Regions from separate parts of the Bombyx mori genome. Here region 1 is linked to region 2. A link is a contact called in public Hi-C data. All regions are on one chromosome and are shown on one strand. Each heading gives the region's core, a stretch centred on a gene start, on an enhancer-like site or on the middle of the called end of the contact. The rest is flanking DNA. Distances are from core to core; before and after follow the strand shown.

What was found. A called contact is a pair of places that touch in the nucleus more often than the background predicts.
Region 1: a contact with region 2 is called in a Hi-C map of midgut, with 1.8 times the contacts expected there. The contact joins two enhancer-like sites. A contact is called at or near these places in 2 of 7 Hi-C or Micro-C datasets (midgut and whole pupa).

Annotation. Positions count from the first base shown.
Region 1 is chr14:4,163,064-4,165,763 of ASM3026992v2, reverse strand. No RefSeq gene overlaps it. Among protein-coding and RNA genes, the nearest start is that of LOC101743013, 16 kb to the right of the region's middle. Within about 2 kb of position 1,438, at least 7 of the 8 cell types and tissues checked have open chromatin away from gene starts, as enhancers often do.
Region 2 is chr14:4,104,961-4,107,725 of ASM3026992v2, reverse strand. LOC101743013 (ankyrin repeat and sterile alpha motif domain-containing protein 1B) reads left to right here. Exons shown (of 17, transcript XM_062672016.1): 8 at 1,447-1,576. Among protein-coding and RNA genes, the nearest start is that of TRNAS-AGA, 17 kb to the left of the region's middle. Within about 2 kb of position 1,460, at least 5 of the 8 cell types and tissues checked have open chromatin away from gene starts, as enhancers often do.

The DNA.
Region 1 (2,700 bases), core at 189-2,688, 58 kb before region 2:
CACTGCTCTTGCTAAGGCCAGTATTAGCAACTCTCCGGTTTGAGCCCCGTCAGCTCACCTACATGTTAGGGCGAAGCTGAAATAGCCTCTCAAGGCTATCAGCATAGGTAGGGGAAAAAAGGGGCGATAAGGCGATTGAATTCTTTCCAATGCTAATTCTAGGCTAACAACTAGTTTAAATACCTCGTTTTGATGACTCTTTTGTCGAAACTAAGCACTCGTCACTCGTGTACGTATTCTGCATGACTGTAGTTTAGTGTATTTCAAGTACACGCGTTGGATAACTCGATTGTATGGTAAACGGAAAGCAATCAGGGTCCTATAAGACACATCGGGTCGACGTTAATGGGTTCCGCATTAGACAGGGTTAACATGTGCTTCTGTGATCGTCCTATATACATGATTGACTAGCAATTACACGGGATTGAAGACATTACGATGTATGTACGTATGGATAGACGCTCGTGCGATTTACGGGTTAATTTGAATCAACATAATATTGAGTTAGCCATGAATTCGTTATACAAACTTTTTATTTGAATTAATTGCATTTATTCTGTTATTGTTTATGGATATATATGAATTAAAAAAAAAGATTGTCGTTAACGTCCTTGATGGTAAATGAACTTTTTTAATCTGTATAATTGTAACATGCCTTATAATGCAAGACAATCAGCGAAACAAAGGGATAGGCTCTGTTAGTAAATGTGTTTATCATAAATTTACCGATTCACATTTCAGTTTGTTTATTATGTACAGTCTACAAGCACAAAAATGTTAGTGGGACAGCCCTGCCCGTCGTAAATGACATGCCCAGATTGTTTATATAGCATTCATACTCGACCGGTGGACCGAATGGTAAACAGTCGACGTCGCCCTAAGCACGTCATTACAGATCCTTCCGATCCATTAACGGTGCTTTTAGGTACCTCAAGCACCGATCACCGTCCTCGCCGAACCCGTCGCTTGGGACGAAAAACTCGACGAGTAAACTAACCCATAGACACAGCCCACTGAGTTTCTCGCCGGATCTTTTCAGTGGATGGCGTTTCCGATCCGGTGGTAGATTCTGCAAAGCACTGCTCTTGCTAGGGTCAGTGTTAGCAACCCTCGCGGTTTGAGCCCCATGAGCTCACCTACTAGTTCGGTGAATCTAGAATAACCCCTTGAGGTTACTAGAATATGTAGGAAAAAAATATTTATAGCAATATTTTGTTGGACAGGTGTGATATCGGCGGGCGTGAGCGTACCCGTGCAGATACCGTCGCAGGGGCCCGACCTCGCGTCCAACTACTGGGGCCGGCTCCAGTGATCTCAGCTTTTCGGGTTCCCGCATCGGCTCCTAGCGATGCCTGAGAACCCGAACTCCCTGTCAGAGTCGCCATCTAGCGACGTGGCGCACAACTACGCCGACGCGCGCCTCGCCCTGAGCATGGCGGCCGTGCCCGACGCGGCGGCGGGAGACCAAAACAATTCAGTGTCGTAAGTGCAACGCTGTACGTGTCTACTACCAGTTTCCGTTTTCGTTTCTATGGTGCAAATATTTATAGATTGTCGTGTACAGTGATTAAAATTAATTATAAAGCGCCCTGTAAACGATCAAATTGTTTGTCAAATTATTTGACAGTATGTAGCTTTGTTTGATGCGTTTGTCAAAAAGTTGGGGGTGTTTGTCAAACAAGATCTGTCGTTACTCGACACGACGTCTCGTTATCGAGAAAACCGAATCTATGGGCAAGTTAACAAACTTATTTGATATTTTAAGCTATTGTTTGATGAAAAATGTAAAGTTTGACAAACAAATTTGATCGTTTACAGGGCGCTTAAGGGATGCAACTGATGATGTTCAAAATTAGTGTGTAAGCGTCGTGACCCTCACAGCGGAATGTGCAGTGCAATAAACACACTGACATTTATTTATTTTCATATATGATAATTTGTGTGACGGCTGCACGAGTCATTGTGCTCGATGAGTGTAAATATTAGGGTAAGCGACATCTATCGTCGAGTAGATGAAGTAGCGCGCCGTCGCTGTTCACCGACGAAAGTGTAAATGTAAAATCGTTTGTGCCAACGTTTGTTATAATTGAGTATTACGCGCCCTATACGTGCACAACCCTTTTATTTCTTTGATGTACGTCGCAGGGGTGGGAGATTTTAATGCCGCGACGAAAAATAAGCTTCGTTATAACCATTTGTTTTCGGACCCCAGCGTTGGCGTCGTCAAACAAATTGTCACACAGAACAATCGTGTTTGTGACGCGACTACTTTGTGTATAATAAACTAATAAATGTTGTATCGTGTTCATATTAAATATACATCGCAGCACCTCTAAAACGAATTACGTTATTTATTTTAAATAATTTAATGATTGGCATTTATAATACATATCGACGCTTGAAAGGCAAACGTGACTAAGCGACAATGCGTGAACTTTACAGTAGACTAATTTAAAGTTGAAATACATGAAGAAAAAAAAAATTAACGAATCTAGCTGGAGTAGAATCTAGCTAGTAGCTGTAGGATTGAAATGATTTTAATAGACCTAGAAATTAATTATTTTTGCGCATCGAATATGGTTATTGCCATCATTTATGTACAAAGCAGTTATTGTCGCTTAGTCACGTTTGCCTTTCAAGCGTCGATATATTTGTAATACTGTGATTTCGAATAGTTGTATAGTTCGATTTAACGACTGT
Region 2 (2,765 bases), core at 211-2,710:
GTTCAGTAAAGATTCTATAAAAACTAGGATTTGTAGAACATCGTCATGTTCTTCGGATTCGTCTGACGCAACGGAGGCTAGTGCCATAGAAAATGTCGATTGCAGTGGTGAAGCTGAAAAGCTGTTACAATTGTCTATGACTGGTACGTTACCGACTAAAAAAGCAGAAAGTATTAAGAAAAAGATTCTCTTTAGACATAAAACGTTCACAAATATTGAGGTAGATAGGAATTCCACAAAAATCAAAGATTTACCACAATGGAATAAGGAGTTTTTGAAAGAAACTTTAGCTCACTACCACATTCGTGGCACTGGTCATTGTTTATTTAAAGCCCCAACTGTTGAAGAATTCCTTTACATATTTAATAGAGAAACCCTTAATAGCAAAGCAGAGTCTTTGACAAAAAACAAAAGAGACAGTTACTATGAGACGGCGATTTGTTTTTGTAAGCCCAAACCGTTAAAAACATACAGCAGCGCCGAAAATCTTTTAGATCTATCATTCCAAGAAAAAGAAGATAAAATAACTTTGATAGATTTCGAAGGTCTAGTGAAAAAAAGCGAAATATCATCTTCGTCGTTTCAATGCTTTTGTGATTCCGGTGCCTGCACCCTTCATTGTAAACATCGTGAGTCGCCCACGGATTTCATTGTGAAATTTTCTGTTATGAAGAAAAGTATATCAACTCCTGATATTACTTTAGATGATTCTCCTTATTCGACAGCTGGTTTAAGTAACTTACCGAAAAACAAATCCGTGCCGCGGAACCTCGAAGAACCGTACGCTGTTGTCGAAGTGGACGGTAATAGTGCCCAAAAAAAATTAGAACAAACATCTAGTAGTAAATCGAATGCGTCATCTCAGGCATCGACGTTGTCGTCGACTTCAGATAGACCGTATTCTTTGAAAGATATCTCTGAAGTTATATCGCAAAATTCAACATTGACATCTGACAGTCCGTCTTGTGCTTACAATTCTGTGCATTTGCCTGTGCGTAAATCGACCTCCTCGGAATACTCTGGTAACTGGTCACTCCGAACTTGTAATTCAGACGCTACCGTGAGATCGGACGCGTCCTTCAAAACGTGCCGCGAAGAGTCATCTGATGACTCCGACGGGACCTTGCACTCCGATGATGACGAAAGCTCTGATGCTGACACCGTGAAATCTGACGTCAGTACCACAAAAAGACCGTGGGTTCACAGTAATTCGTTCAGGTTCGGTGGCAGCACCAGATCCGACGTTATCGAGGAGGATCAATTTGAGGAGATGAATTTGTTCGAATCTAAAATGGAAAGCGGTATTAGTGTTGGGTCGAGTGGTGGGGAGAGTTTGTCGTCGAGTTGGGAAGACGAGAGGCAAGATAGCGGTATTCCGAGGACCGACGGGGATGTGTCGCTTTGTTCGGCTTCGCTTGAGCGGGGTTCGGTCGGGGCTGTTCGCAGCGGGTCGGGGCGCCGCCGGTGGGACGAAACGGAGGGTACCAGCGAGGGCGATGCGCTGAGCGTGTCCAGTGCAGCATCTAGCTGTGCGCCCTTGCATCTAGCTCATCATCACGACTACAGTAAAGTATCGGTAAGTCATTCGTATTATTTGAGTACGTCACTACGTTCTAGATATTGAGTACGGCACTACCTTCTAGATATAATAATTAAGTCCATAAAAATTTACAAATTTTACAAATACTACGGTATGTGCTCCGCACGACGCACACGTCATTGATCATAGTCCGCTGTAGCGTCGACGCATGCATCAGCGATATTGCACGTTTTCCTCTTAATAGGGTAAGCTTAAGAAAGGCTATAATCTATAACCGATCATTCTCTTGTATGTAATTCGTCACGACAGGTTAGCAGGATATTATAAAAATATAAAATTACTAGCTGACCCGGCAGACTTCGTAGTGTCACAATCAATAAATAAAAGACCTAAACTTTTGTATAAAATAAACTTAAAACAAACAAAAGCAATCCACACATCTAAGGAAAAACGAAATCGTTATTTTTATTTAATTCCGAGCATATTCATGTTTATCTACCTTTTAAACCTTCTCTGGACTTCGACAAATAATTCAAGACCAAAATTAGCCAAATCGGCCCAGCCATTCTCGAGTTTTAGTGAGACTAACGAACAGCAATTCATTTTTATATATATAGATAAATACAAAAAAAGGTCTAAAACAAAAAAAAATCCATTAAAATGGGAATATCATCAATTTGGTCGAAGTCATTTAAAAATACATTATTAATAATATACATACTATAATAATTCAAAAACTACTGGTAAGATGGTAAGGTAAGACTACATGAGAAACCCTTGCATATTTATTGTAAAAAGTATAATCAAAAAACGGTTCACCTGGAAAAGTGTTCTGAGTTAACACACACCTAACAAATAATGCAGTCAAATTAAAGTTTATGCCTTGGAGAACGTATTCATTCTTAAATGTAAAGTTTATTGCTCTCTCTTGCTACTCTGTGATTAAGACGCGACATACTGATGAGTGTGAGAAAGATTCTCATAATTAAACGCAATTAAAACGGTTTAGATTATGTCGCAACACATTTGAAAAGAAACAATGTGTCAACAGATCAGTGATATGCATTGGAGATGATACAACAGTTTCTTTTGAACTTTTTACTAAGCATTTTCTTGTTAGCTTTTTTTTTTATCCTACCTATGCTGATAGCCTTGAGAGGCTATTTCAGCTTCACCCTAACCTTTGTAGGTGAGCTCACGGGGCTCAAACCGGAGAGTTGCTAAC